5 separate regions of the Mus musculus genome follow, and all the other regions are linked to region 5. A link is a contact called in public ChIA-PET and promoter capture Hi-C data. All regions are on one chromosome and are shown on one strand. The core of a region is the stretch at or near the end of the contact, and the rest is flanking DNA. Distances in the headings are between cores, read along the strand shown. Region 1 has its middle 27 kb from the start of Platr29. Region 2 has its middle 18 kb from the start of B4galt5. Region 3 overlaps Ncoa3 (nuclear receptor coactivator 3). Region 4 holds the start of Zmynd8 (zinc finger, MYND-type containing 8). Region 5 overlaps Prex1 (phosphatidylinositol-3,4,5-trisphosphate-dependent Rac exchange factor 1).

Evidence for each region. Promoter capture Hi-C pulls out the DNA fragments that hold promoters and counts their contacts. ChIA-PET counts read pairs in DNA pulled down with a chosen protein or histone mark.
Region 1: a contact with region 5 is called in an RNA polymerase II ChIA-PET map of memory CD8 T cells, with 5 read pairs. The contact joins two enhancer-like sites.
Region 2: a contact with region 5 is called in an RNA polymerase II ChIA-PET map of memory CD8 T cells, with 16 read pairs. The contact joins two enhancer-like sites. A contact is called at or near these places in 1 of 39 promoter capture datasets (pre-B cells) and 1 of 115 datasets of contacts at active chromatin or transcription factors (memory CD8 T cells).
Region 3: a contact with region 5 is called in an RNA polymerase II ChIA-PET map of memory CD8 T cells, with 8 read pairs. The contact joins two enhancer-like sites. A contact is called at or near these places in 2 of 115 datasets of contacts at active chromatin or transcription factors (memory CD8 T cells and microglia) and 1 of 9 other capture datasets (embryonic stem cells).
Region 4: a promoter capture Hi-C map of pre-B cells shows a contact between it and region 5, with 5 times the contacts expected there. The contact joins the promoter of Zmynd8 here to the enhancer-like site in region 5. A contact is called at or near these places in 2 of 39 promoter capture datasets (the C10 cell line and pre-B cells), 2 of 115 datasets of contacts at active chromatin or transcription factors (large pre-B cells and memory CD8 T cells) and 1 of 9 other capture datasets (adipose tissue).

Annotation. Positions count from the first base shown.
Region 1 is chr2:165,953,637-165,956,336 of GRCm38.p6, reverse strand. No RefSeq gene overlaps it. Among named protein-coding and RNA genes, the nearest start is that of Platr29, 27 kb to the left of the region's middle. Within about 2 kb of position 1,311, at least 133 of the 459 cell types and tissues checked have an H3K27ac peak or open chromatin away from gene starts, as enhancers often do. A contact at or near this core is called in memory CD8 T cells, where this site is marked.
Region 2 is chr2:167,366,193-167,368,892 of GRCm38.p6, reverse strand. No RefSeq gene overlaps it. Among named protein-coding and RNA genes, the nearest start is that of B4galt5, 18 kb to the right of the region's middle. Within about 2 kb of position 1,367, at least 123 of the 459 cell types and tissues checked have an H3K27ac peak or open chromatin away from gene starts, as enhancers often do. A contact at or near this core is called in memory CD8 T cells and pre-B cells, where this site is marked.
Region 3 is chr2:166,044,563-166,047,262 of GRCm38.p6, reverse strand. The region is part of intron 2 of Ncoa3 (nuclear receptor coactivator 3); the gene reads right to left. Among named protein-coding and RNA genes, the nearest start is that of Ncoa3, 53 kb to the right of the region's middle. Within about 2 kb of position 1,357, at least 140 of the 459 cell types and tissues checked have an H3K27ac peak or open chromatin away from gene starts, as enhancers often do. A contact at or near this core is called in memory CD8 T cells, where this site is marked.
Region 4 is chr2:165,883,583-165,886,282 of GRCm38.p6, reverse strand. It overlaps Zmynd8 (zinc finger, MYND-type containing 8), which reads left to right and starts at 1,445. Exons shown (of 23, transcript NM_001363020.1): 1 at 1,445-1,675. The coding sequence starts at 1,662. 1810021M19Rik (a long non-coding RNA gene) reads right to left here and starts at 554. Exons shown (of 3, transcript XR_866948.2): 1 at 1-554.
Region 5 is chr2:166,619,364-166,622,063 of GRCm38.p6, reverse strand. It overlaps Prex1 (phosphatidylinositol-3,4,5-trisphosphate-dependent Rac exchange factor 1), which reads left to right. Exons shown (of 40, transcript NM_177782.3): 6 at 731-892. Among named protein-coding and RNA genes, the nearest start is that of Gm29679, 56 kb to the right of the region's middle. Within about 2 kb of position 1,408, at least 84 of the 459 cell types and tissues checked have an H3K27ac peak or open chromatin away from gene starts, as enhancers often do. A contact at or near this core is called in memory CD8 T cells and pre-B cells, where this site is marked.

The DNA of each region.
Region 1 (2,700 bases), core at 62-2,561, 670 kb after region 5:
CAGCCCACCTCTGTCTCTGGGGTTTGCTAGAAATGCTGGGTGTATTGATTCCTCAACCTCACCCCACCCCCACCAGGGCTTTTCCTCTGTCTTCCCCAGGCCTCTCTCCTGTGTGTCTATGACTCTGAATTTTATCTTGATCTCACTTTGCAGCCCAAGCTACTTTTTAAAAAAATTATTTATTTATTCTATGTAAGTACACTGTAGCTGTCTTCACACACTACATAAGAGGGAGTCAGATCTTGCTACGGATGGCTGTGAGCCACCATATGGTTGCTGGGATTTGAACTCAGGACCTTCAGAAGCTTCTCTTTAATCCCAGCACTCGGGAGGCAGAGGCAGGCGGATTTCTGAGTTCGAGGCCAGCCTGGTCTACAGCGTGAGTTCCAGGACAGCCAGGGCTATACAGAGAAACCCTGTCTGGAAAAGCCAAAAATAAAAAAAAAAAAAAGAAAAGAAAGAAAGGAAGGAAGGAAGGAAGGAAGGGAGAGAGAGAGAGAGAGAGAGAGAGAGAGAGAGAGAGAGAGAGAGAGAGAGAGAGAGAGAGAGAAAGAAAGAAAGAAAAAGAAAAGTTAGAAGAAAGAGTCCCGAGAGTCAAGGAAGGCTCCGAGAAGGAGGCTTTGGTTTCCTGGCCTTCCTCTGTACATATGTGTACATATGTGTGGCTGTGCGTTTGTGCACATGTGTGCTTTCCTGTGCAAGGTCAGAAGGTGTCAGAAGTCCTGGAACTGGAGCTGGAGTGAGCCACCCAAAGGGCCCGTTGACTTCGAAGAGATTTGCCCATCTCTGCCTTCCCCACGGTATAATTACAGGCTTGAGTCACAGAACATGCTCAGGGCATGGCGGCAAAGGCAAGAGGGTCTGAGTCGAAGGCCTTCCTCAGCTCAGAATGGGGAGTTTAAGAGGAATCTAGGCTACAGGAGACTCTTTTCTCAAAACAAATGGAAGAAGACAGTTTTCTTTCTTCTCTCTTTCTCCAGTAGATTTTAAAATATTAGGCACTGGGCTAGGAAGATGGCTAAGTGTGTAAAGTTCTTGCTGCTGAACCTGGCGGGCTGAGTTCAGTCCCTAGGACCCACACTGTAGGAGAGAACTGACTTCCACGCGTTTTCCGAGCGCTCCATGAACACTGTAGTGTGTGCGTGCGAAAACACAAGCAGATAAATTAATAAAGTGTGAAAGAATAAGCGTTAAATATATACCACTCAGTGTGCAATCTAAACAGCTTATCTAAGCAGCTGCGCCCCGACCGCGCCTTCTTCTCCCCGTGCTCCACTTCCGCACCCCTCTAACTTTAACCCCGGTCACTGTCTCGGCGCCGGAAGATGAAGTAGCCATAAATAACTCTTCTGTGAATTCTTCCACAGGAAGTTCAGCCTGATCTGATCCTGCTTGTCAGCGATGAAGAGAAAACAAACTGCCAGGAGGCCCACCCCAGGGTTTCTCCGACGGAGAGGACTTGAGGAGGCCGTAACAGCTATGAGGACCCTTCAGTGTTACCGGAAAAATAAAACCGTGAAGGCTCGGAGGCTGAGCAGTGCTCCTGCCGGTTGGGAGAGAGATCCTGGTTTTGATACTAGAAAGCATAGTAAAATTGATAATTTGGTCTAGCAAAATGGCTCAGTGGTAAAGGTGCCCATTTACAACCCTGCTGGCCCAACCCGAGTTCGATCCCAGAGTCCCTAAAAGTGGAGCTCTGAGTTCTGTATGTATGTGTGTGTTCTCACTATGTAGCCCAGGCTGGCTTCAAACTTGCTATGTAGCAGAGGCTGACACAGCTCACAAAGTCTCTCTCTCTCCTCCTACCTCTACCTGTTGAGTCCTGGGCTTATAGTCAATCAGTTCTAGGTTTTGTACTGTGTTAGGAAGGAGGAAATAACAGAGGGAGACAAGCCAGGTGTTGTGGCGCACGCCTTTAATCCCAGCACTTGGGAGGCAGAGGCAGGTGGATTTCTGAGTTCAAGGCAAGCCTGGTCTACAGAGTGAGTTCTAGGACAGCCAGGGCTACACAGAGAAACCCTGTCTCGGAAAACAAACAAACAAACAAACAAACCAATAAACAAAAACCAGAGGGAGACAAACAGATGTTTCCCCAATCAACCTGTCATGGTGAAACCATGGCTCCCAAAACCAAGGAGTCCCGAAGACAAAGTCAACTGGTATTTAGTGGCTTGATGACTCTGTTAGTTAGCACTGTGCTAACTGGCCAGACTTTGTGACTCTAAATAAGTTACTAAACTTCTTGTGCCTCAGATTTCCCATCAGTAAGTGGGACAGTAATAATACTGTCTATATGACACATGATATGTTATACATAGCAAGCATCATATATGGAGTTCATATGTACATATGTAATAAAGCAGTAAATACACATGTGAAGTATCAGTGTGTACAGTGTATATACATGCAAATCATAAATCATACATCACAGGCCGGGCGTGGTGGCGCACGTCTTTAATCCCAGCACTCGGGAGGCAGAGGCAGGCGGATTTCTGAGTTCCAGGCCAGCCTGGTCTACAAAGTAAGGCCCAGGACAGCCAGGGCTATACAGAGAAACCCGGTCTCGAAAAACCAAAAAATCAATCAATCAATCAATCAATCAATCATACATCACATATAGTATCTAGGTGTGGTGGCTCATGCCTGTATCCCAGTTCTTAGGAGGCCGAGGCAGGAGAGTTGTCATGATTTCCAGGTGGG
Region 2 (2,700 bases), core at 118-2,617, 750 kb before region 5:
ACTTTATTTTATTTTTTTAATTTTCAGAAGCTAAGTTCTCCAGGTAGCCCTTGATTTATGATCCTCCTGCCTAACACTTCCTGGGTGCTGGGATCACAGACATGCACCACCAAGCGCATTATGGGGTGCTAGGACCAAGTCCGGAACTTTCTACAGGCTAGGCAAGCAAGCCGCTAATTTCTTGATAAAGGGAAGTCAAACACACACACACACACACACACACACACACACACACACACACACACACACACACACGCCGGCCAGAGAGAGGAAGTCCCAGTTCCTGCCCGCATCTCACGCTGACTTGCTGTGCCCAGGAGTAGCATCACCTTGGGGCCTCCCCACTTCTCTACCTCTCATTGGCTCAGAGACTCAACGGCCCTCCCCTCCCCGGGGCTTGAATGTTCCTGTGAATCTCTTCATGTGCCCCGGAAACCCACAGAGCTTCTTCCAATCTGTTAAAGGAAGGATTCTGCAAGGACTAGGATCGAGGCACTTCTATGACCAGCCAGCAGAGATTCCATGCTCAGTATGTGGCCTAGGCTAAAGCACACCAAGTTACACTCAGACATTTTGGGCTAACCTCTGGTGTTTAGTGAGCACTCACTATAGCCTGGAGCCCCTTTGCTCAGATGTCCGCTTTGTAGTCCTCATCAGAGGTCAGAACAGTTAGAACCTCTCCAGGTGAAATCTCGAAGTTGCCAACAGGGTCCAGGAAACCCTGGGTCTTAACTGCTGTGTCTGAGCATCTGCTGTAAAAGTAAAGATGGCGCGTGGAGCAGAAGAAATCAAGGCTCTGCCGATCGCGAGGGGGGTTGACAGAGGCTGTGTGGGCCTCTTCTGCCTCTACCGGCCTCCCAGGAAATGGGAGAGGATTTCAATCAGACAGCGGACGGGCTGGTCCACGTGCGTCCCCCACCCCACCCCCGCTACCCCCACCACGTGGAGAAGTTCAAGTGGTCGGACCTGGTTCTTCCCTCTGCCTTCACACTGCTGTCTTCTTTGGAGTCCTGTGTCGTCAGTCCACCATATCCCTCGGCCCCACCCCCTCTTGGAGAGAAACTTCTGCCAGGGCGCACCTGTAGGGTGAGTGCGTGGGTGTGAGAGGTGGACGAGGAAGGGAGGTTTCTAGAGGAAATATTTCACAGAGAGAGAGAGAGAGAGAGAGAGAGAGAGAGAGAGAGAGAGAGAGAGAGAGAGAGAGAGAGAATGTGCGTGTGTGTGTGTGTGTGTGTGTGTGTGTGTGTGTGTGTGTGTGTGTGTGTGTGTAAGCACTACTCCTTTAGTGACCTAAAGGAAACCAGCGTGTGGTTATGCTGATAATGCCCAGCAGCGAAACCTCAGAGGATTGAATGGCAAGCCCTGGTTGGTTCCTGCAGACCCAGGCAGGATGCCTGAGTTCTCTCTTGAGGGCAATGGGGCACTATGGGAGAGTTTGGAGGGAAACGTGCGAATGCAATTTCCTGACATCCGATTTTGCTGTAATAAACACCGGCTTGATTGCCATGGCCTGTCCAGCCTGCTTTCTTCTATTTGTCTTTCTCTCTCTCTTACTTTCTTTCAGTTTTATTTCTTTTCTTTTCTTTCTTTCTTTCTTTCTTTCTTTCTTTTTTTTTTTTTTTTTTTTTGAGCCAGGGACACACTAGGCAAGTACCCCACCAGCTGAGCCACACCCCCAAGCCCAGGATTTGGATTTTATTCTGAATAAAGCTGAAGAGGAGTCACGGGGGTGAGGGGGTGGGGATGGGGGTGGGAGTGGGGGGGGGGGCCAGCACACTGAAGTCTTAGCAATCAGGGTAGGAGGCTGAGGCCCAGGGACTGTCTTCCCAGACAAGCAACGGCCATCTTAGACATCTTAGACAGCCCAGCTGTGCCTGCTTGCAAAGGATGTCCCATCTGGGCTGGTTGGCAGTTTGTGTCCTCTCATGGAAGTTTAGGAAGGGTCATGACAGCCACACTTAAAGTTCCCAGCCACTCCCTGCTACCTGCTGACAGCTCTGGACTAATTGCACATGGCCTCTCTGAAGGGCTGGAGTATATAGCCACAGAAGATGAAAGCTTAGGCCCACTGGGTTTAGGTGTGGCCTATTGTGTTTTTTTTTTTTCTTTTAAGGATTTATTTATTTTACTTATATGAATACACTGTAGCTGTCTTCAGACACACCGGAAGAGGGCTTCAGATCCCATTACAGATGGTTATGAGCCACCATGTGATTGCTAGGAATTGAACTCAGGACCTCTGGAAGAGCAGTCAGTGCTCTCAACAACTGAGCCATCTCTCTAGCCCTCACTTAAGCTCTTTAAGGAACCCCAATAATCACATTGGTCCCAGGGTGAACTTGGTGGCATTGTGCCTCGCTTTGCTGCTAGGACCTTAGGAGAAGAAGCCAGTGTTGACTCTCCCCCCCTGGGAAGGGATTTAAACAAGCCTGACGGAACTAATTACACCCCCTGATTCTAGCGCTGCAGAGGCACAGAGAGGACGATCCTTGGGGCTCACCAGCCTAATCAGGGAGCCTCAAATCCCAGTGAGACCAGAGAGAGAGACCCTGCCTCAAAATCAATAAATTAATTAAAAAAGCACATCTGCATTAAACCCTCCTCACAGAAATGTGTTGTGCACATGACTGCAAGGGTCACTGAGTAGACTGAGGGAGTATGCATGGTGAGCTTGCTGCTGTGCCTGGCACGGTAAGTATT
Region 3 (2,700 bases), core at 108-2,607, 570 kb after region 5:
GAAGGCTGAGTCAGGAACATTAAGGATTCTGGTTAAGCCTGGTCTACAAAGCAAGTTCCAGGCCAATCTGGGCCCAGTGTCAACTTATATTTCACAAATAAATTATGTTTAATAAAAGACTATAGCACTTCAATCTTGAAACAATTCTGAATTTTATTTATACCAAGGTAATAAAAGCTAACCCAGTGATTTGGTAAGAACACTTCAAGTAATGAGCCCAGACTAGGCTAGAAGATTGGTTTTGACTTTCTGTATATGAGTGAGTGTTTGCCTACATGTATATATACATATGTATGTGTGTGTGTGTGTGTATATATATATAGCTAGCATGTGTATGCAGTGTCCCCACAAGCCACAAAAAGTCGCTGTCAATCCCCTGGAGCTAGAGTTAAGAGGCAGTCATGATCTACCATGTGGGCATGTTGGGAACAGAACTCATCCTCCTGTCCCCAGGCTCTTTTCCTAGGTAGCACTTCTGTCCACTGGATCGTTTCTCTTCCATTGTTAAGTCCAAGTTAGCCTAGACTATATTAACATGACTGTAGAACTACCCTACGTTCTTCTTAAAGCATAGGTGCAAAGCCAGATACACACTATACGACAGGTTGCCATTAAGTCACACAGCAGCCATTATTTACATACTGACGGCTGGAAAAATAATGTATCTTGGTTAAGTTTCGCACACTAAGACGATAAATACAAGTTATTTCTTTTTGAGCTTATAATGTCAGGGCTCTATTCAGCCTCATTTACTAACTAAGTGGTTAACTCGTGCGCGAACATGACAATCACTGGTCTAAAGAATCCAATGTTGCATCAGTATTGCAGCCAGCCAGCCTGCAGTTGTGCCACTAGGTGGCACAATTCCACCACAAAGGCCAGTTTAAAAATAAAAATAAAATGTAAAAAACCCCACATGATCAAACTTAAAATATGTAGGTCATGTTTGTTTTGAGACAGGGCCTCATTGCCCAGACTGGCCTGGAACCCATAGTTGTGGTTGGCCCTGAGCACCAATCCTCCTGCCTCTGCTTCATACTGAGCAACAAGTATTTGCCGTCCTATCTGTGGTCACACACACCTTTTGAACCCTCTACAGTGTCAGACTACAGCATCATGTAGACAGACAAAGTGTTAAACAGACAAGTGTGGTTCTAGCTGTGTTGTCAATCAGTTCAGAGATTATTTTTTTAACTGAGCAACATTGAGCGCTTACATACCTATCTTTACTTAACTTATTCCAGAAGTCTAACATTATCTTCTTGCCCTTGTGCTACATGGACTGCAAGTCCACGTGGAGAACCGTCAGTGAAGAGCAGTTCATGGTTTGATCTGTACTCCACAACAGGTCTGACTTTGCTGTGCAATACAGCATACAGCAGGAAATGAACATCAGTGGAGTGGTGCCAACTCAATGTAACTGAATACACAAAGACTGGCAGTGGCTCCCTCTAAAAACATTAAAATGCTGGTTACGGCTTACCGTTAACCAGCTTCCTTTTTGTTATCTCAGGGTTCTGACAGGAGAACATGCTTGCTAACTAGCCCGAAGCACAAGGACACATGGCCAAAAAGAAGAATTAGTGAGAGGCCTCAGAGGGCAGAGGCACTCTCTTGCCTCTTTCCTGGCAACCAGAGATCCATCCTGGGGCCCACAAGCTAGAAGGAAAGAACCATGTTTTCTGTACAATGTTTGTAGACTGAGACCTGTGTGCATGCACAGGCACACAAACGTTTAAAAAAAGATTAAACAAAAAATATCAATGCTGGTGTTCTGTTTGAGCAAGTTATTTTAAGGTCTAAGAAAAACCTTATTGTACCAAAATGAGAGGAGGTAGGCCATCCAAGGATAAGGCAGCAGAGACTGGTTAAGCCTTCCCCTTTTCCTAACTTAGTTAGTAACAGAGGGAGTGGATGAGACAGAGCAGAATGGCACTGAACTAACATACACTGGGTGGTTACACATGGTGACCCCCACCACACACATGTGATTAGTTCTGTTCTACAGATAGGGAAGTGGCTAAATAGCTTGCCTAGAATCATTACTAGATCCGGATGGAAGAGGCTATGACATATTCCATAACCAACCAAGCCATCACCAGAGCAAACGATTCATGACTCATTCCCTAAGTCAAACTCCCTCCACCCAGCTCACAAAGCTTCACAGCTTAATCAGGAACCACATAAAGTGCTGTAACATCTGCTGGTTAGGGGCATGAGGTAAGGGTCTGGGCAGGTAGGGGTTACCTCCACAGGCATTATGCCTCCTCCTACCCACCACTCCCCATGACACTGCCTGAACCATGCTCTGCCAGGCCTGATACCACCCTGTCTTCCACATGACTGTTTGTGTCTTCTCTAATTAATCTTTGTCTCAAAGAGGCACATTTTTCAAAGTACCTCTGGTTTCCTGCAAGTGACAATCAGACCTCAATCCTATCAAGGACTGTCCAGGCTGCACCACTGAAGAGCACGGCCTGACTTCACTGTACTACAAAAACATGTGCACATATAAACTGTCAGTGAGGGCCAGCACTGGATAAAGCTGGCCTTTCCAATTAGATGTGTTTACTTTCAAATAGATAACATTTCATTAGAAGTCTTTTTGTTTGTTTGTTTTTTCCCCCAAGACAGGGTTTCTCTGTGTAGCCCTGGCTGTCCTAGAATTCCCTCTGTAGACTGTAGACTAGGGTGGCCTTG
Region 4 (2,700 bases), core at 196-2,695, 740 kb after region 5:
TTTTTAGGAAAGAATCAGGCACTGGTCTCCCACCCAGCACCATCGGGGAGAATTCTAAGCAGGTCTGAGGAACTAGTTAATATTTTACTGGGGAGCAGAGCCAGAGATGGGGGGAGTAGGGGGACTGCCAATGTGAGGCTGTGTGTGTGAAATTGCCCTTCCATCTGCCTTAGGGGACGAAAAGAAGCAGTTCTCTGTGGAAATAAATTGAAGCAAGAAGCCTTACGAAGCCCAGGGGATTTGTCTGCCCACCAAACAGGGCCCAGTTTCCCCCCAGAACACACATACAGGGGCGATTGTGGCAGAAAGGGCCAACCTGTGGGTGTGTAGGCCTGACTATAATGGACGGGCTTGTTTCCTGGCCCGGTTTGACATCTTTCTCTGTCCCTCTGGATTTAAATGGCTTCTCTGACTGAGAGGCACTGCCTGTATGCCCTGGATTCACAAGGTCCACGCCTCCTTGGGAAGCAGAAGCGAGACAGCAGCTAGCTAGCTCCCTCTCTCTCTCTCTCTGCATCTGCCCGGAGAGCTGCAGCTGGTATTTTTCCACAGGCCCTTTTCTACAATCTCAGGGCCTAGTTTTTCCCAGCGAGGCCCAGAGTCCCAGAGAGGGTTAACAGGCAGGAAGCTGAAGGCATCACAGACTAAGACGGAAGTCAGATTTTTGTTTAACTGACAGGTTTAGCAGGCCTCATCGGTGGGGGGAGGGAGCAGAGGGAGGGAAGACTTAAATGGAGGCATGTGGCCTGCTAGCAACGCATTTGGCTTTTCTTAGGGTAAGCCTGGAGAGGGTATCTCCCTTGCCATCCTGACAGAGCCCTTTTTGGTTTGTCTTTGAGGATCGGCTGAGGGGTGGCGGTGAGAGGTTAGAGGTCTCCCAGTTTTGCAAATGGCTCTGTGGGCCTGCCTTTTTTCCAAGAGCCACTTTGACCATGACTAGGCAAACTTGATCGCTCCACCTCACAGCAAGCTGCACCTCTCAGCTCCCTGGAACCTGGGTGCCCCTTGCTGATTTGTTGGGGCTCCCTCGGGCTGCCTGTCTCACTCCCCGCGCGCGCCCCCCCCCCCCGCCCCCCTCAGAGGCCTGCGTCTGGCCTTGTCCCTATTGCTTCTGCCTCCCTGGGGCTCTCTCCACCCCTAAGCTCGACTTTGTCCTTTGAGACCCACTCAAGCTGGCTTGTTCTATAAAACGGCCTGCTCGCCTTCTTAGAGAAGGACTTGTGTGTGGGGGCAGGCGTGGATGGGTCAGCCAGCCCACCCCAAAAGGGCCCTTCCCAGTGGCGCGCTGGCTTCAGGCTTTGCTGGAGCAGGTCAGGCTGGCTGCACGGGTTTGCCTGGCCTGGGGGATCGAGCCAGGGGGTGGGAGAAGTGCTTGTGGAGGCCCCTGTCCCAAGTTTTCCCTCCTGCAGAAGGCCTAGCTTAGCCTGTCTTTTTCTATGCACAGGATGGCTCTTGCTCACCCGAGCCTCACAAAGATAATCGCTCAGGAAGTGTTTCAGCCAATCGGCGGCGGCTTTACACTCCGATTGGCCGGGGCAGCCAATCGGGGATGAGCTTTTATTAGGCGGCCAGATCATCAGCCGAAGTGCCAAACCCTTTTTCTGTGAGAACTAGGAGCCTGTCCTCCATGTTTTATAAGTATTGACATTACACAGTTAACAATGCATCCACAGAGGTAAGCTCGGCTTTTTAACCATCTTTTCCCCCCTCCCTCCGAGTCATCGAGTCGTGGACTAGCAGTGTGATTTCTCTGTAGCCTGGCTCTGCCACACTTCCCCCCCCAGAGCACTTAGGGTAACTTGGGACTGTTTAGAGAGATTTTTTTTTTCCTTTTTGGGTCACATGGCTAAGTAGCCATTAGCCATAGCTTGATTTTACAGACTGGTGAGGGCTTGGAATACCTTTATTTTGACCAGGACAAAGAATTTCTGGACTAGTTTGAAGCTAGATCCTGGTATGCCAAAAGAGAAGCTATTATCCCCCCTTCTTTTATTTTATTTTTCCCTCCCTTCCTCTCCCCCCTCTCCCTCTCTCTCTGAACAGTCCTCCCCCTGCACTGTCGGCCGCTGTGTGTCACATGCCTGCTGGGGGAAGAAAATGGAAGGTAAGCCAGAAGCCAGAAGGTCTTCTCCCAGCACAGTTCAGGACTGCCTGTGGCAGAGAGCAGAGCAAGCCAGCTTGCTTCTCCAGAGCGGTTCTGGGAAAGGCTGGGCTAAGTTCTGACAAGAGAGGATGCGTGTTTGCACCAGAAGTCAGGCCTGAACAAGAACAGTACTCAGGGACCCAGGCTGGTTCCTGGGCCTAGGTGGGTGGTGGCGTGTGGACTGTCATCTCTTCCTCTCCAGAGCTTCGCACTCGCAGCAACATTGTTCAGGGTTTTTTTTTCCTCCCCCCGACTTAGCTTGGTACAGAATGTTCTTCAAGTCAGCCTACAGCCAGCAAATGGTTCTGAAAGTGTTTCCTAGCCTCTGAGGGAGTTTTTGGAGTAGGCTTGGTGCCTGGGGGGTTGGGGGTGGGTGGGGTGGGAGTGGGGATGGGGAGAGATTTTGAATAACATCCTGAAGGGGGGAAAAAAAGAGATCTGTGAAGACTCTGACTCCTTTAGTTTTATACTTCTTGCATGATTTTTCCATGGGCTAATGTCTCTTTTATCCTTGTCTCCCTCCCCCCTTTTCAAACATTCTATCATCTTCTGTCTTC
Region 5 (2,700 bases), core at 159-2,658:
TTCCGGCTGCCCGCCATGTTGCTCCCTCCTCACGTCCCCAGCCTCCCTGATTGGTGCTTGTATGCTCTCTATTCTAACTTCTCTAAGTGTTTCTTCCTGGTGGTCCCCAATTTTTCTTAGCTTTCTGGCCTCTGTCTTCTATGATACCCACCAGGCAAAGTGTTTTTTGTCTGTTTCCTGGTATATTGACTCTCCCTTTAAAGACAGTCAGATGGCACCCACAGAACGAATTAATGAATGAGGGAGGGAACAAATGAATGTCTTCGTTTCCTTTTCTGTCAATGGAATGAAACATCTGACAAAATCATCATAAGGGAGGATGGTTTTATTGCAGTTCTTTCAGGTCCGGTCCATCAGGAAAGAGAGGGGTGTAGCTGGTCTCTGTGTCTGTAGTCAGGGAGCAGACAGGAGTGGATGCTGGTGTTCAGCTGCCGTTCTTCTCTTTGTTCAGTCTGGAAGCCCAGCCTTTGGGATTTTACCACCCATGTTCAAGGCCAGCCTACCCTGTTAAACCTCTCTGGAAGCGCCCTCATTGACACTCAGGGATTTATCTTCTATGTGACCCCAGATCTAGTTAGTTCTCTGGGAAGACTGACACTCGTGTGAATGAGCCAGCAAGTGTTAGCTTTGCTCATCCTCCCTTTGGCACACTGGTTTGGCGTGACTCTACCTCTGCCCGAGTCTATGCCCCTGCACTGATCACCCTCTGTTCTGCCCCTTCCCACACTAGGAGTTGGCCAAGAGGACCCCCGGCAAGCACCCTGACCACACCGCGGTACAGAGTGCCCTGCAGGCCATGAAGACTGTCTGCTCCAACATCAATGAGACTAAGAGGCAGATGGAGAAGCTGGAGGCCCTGGAGCAGCTGCAGTCTCACATTGAAGGCTGGGAGGTGCGTGGTCAGGGTCCTCTGCTGAGGGGGCTGGGCCCCCAGTTGGAGCTGTAGATCACGGGCTCGCTCCTCAGTTTGGCCTGCCTCGTGTGGTTGCTTACAAGTGACTTAGTTGACTCAATGAAACATAAAATCCCAGATTTTACATTTCGGTAGAAAACTTGGTAACACTGCTGTGTCTCCCAGTAGCTGTCACTGAGACGCCTGTTTCCTTAGCCTCTGTCACTGCAGGCCATGCCAACTCCCCTCAGTAACTGTGTGTGGCCTCGCCTTCCTGACACCTACAAGCCTTTGTGCTTCTTGTGCCAGCACTGAGGGCAACATTTACATATCTATCAGTATTAGTTTATTTTCCTGTCACTGTGACAAAATGCCAGATGAAAACCACGGAAGGAAGAAAGAGTTTGTTGTGGCTGGCAGCTGGGGGTGCAGCCCACCGTGATGGAGAAGAGCAGTAGCTTCGCACAGCTGGTCCCAGCACACCCACAGGAAGCCGGCAGAGGCGAGATAGCTCTCTTCTCCTTTGTACTCAGATGATGATACCACCCACGTTTAAGGTGATCTTCCCTCCTCGGTAAACACAGTCTAGACACTTCCTCACAGCCAGAAGTCTAGAAGGTGATTCTAGGTCCTGACAGGTTGACAGAATCAAGCTTTCACACACACAGTGTATGTAACTGACTTTTCTTTATCACACTTACGTGTGTGTGTGTGTGTGTGTGTGTGTGTGCATTCATGTGTGTGAGCCCAGTGTGCCACAGCATGTATGTAGAAGTCAGAGGACAACTGGTAAGAGTCAGCGCTTTTCTTCCACTGGGTGGGACCTAGGCGTTGAACTCACATCATCCGGTTTGGCAGCAAGCCCCTTCACCCACTGAGCCATCTCCTCAGCCTGTAACCAACGCACTTTCCTGACCCTTGCCTCCTACACTATTGGAAGTTTCTTGTCTCTAGAAAGCTGACAGACAGGAAATGCAACCGGTAGGAAAGGCCAGCTCCACTGGAGTGAGAGGTTAGGAGCTGAGATGAAAGATTCTGGGGACAGACGTTGCTGTCTGACACCCCCAGCCCAAGCCCCGCCCCCAACCCTACCGGGACCTGGGTGTTCCTGGATTTAATATTCCTTTCTTGTACTGGCGCCCCCCCCCCCATGGAAGGTCCAGCTGCAGAGAAGACTGGGGCTTTGTTCAGAGACTAGGGGGTGACATGTCCCCTGAACTCTCCCTCACTGGCCATCTTCCCAAGGGGAGCCCTCTAGCTCCCAGAGTCCCTTGCAGATGGACTTTGGAAGGGGCATTGAGGTTTGGCCTCGATCAAGTGGATGGTGGGAGAGATAAGGTTCCCCCTTGTGAGACGGGCTGCCACAGGAGGGCCTGGCTTTCTGTGGCTTTAGCAGTACAGCCCTCCCCCTTTCCATCCAGCTTCCCGAGCTTCTAGCTTCCTCCCTCCAGCTTCTGTTAACTGGCCTGAGTAGGTAGGGTGGTGTGTTCATCAGGCAAGGTGGCTGGTAAGGCAGCCAACCTGGCATCTGGCTCCTTTGACTGTAGGGGCCACTTGTGGCTTTACCCAAAGCAAGTGCCACATGGTCTGCCTTCCAACTGTGTCACAGGCCTCTGTCCTCAGCTCCTTGCAGTCTCTAGACACACTCTGGCACATCCTGGTTGCCATGGGGCTGAGGGGGTGACTCCGAGGAGCTCACAATGCAGTATAGACCAGGATGTGTGACCAGCCAGGCTGGGTGGGTGACTTTGCACCAACAGGGCTCTTTCCTTCCTGTGCCTTGGACATGTCTGTCACCAGCGCCCTTC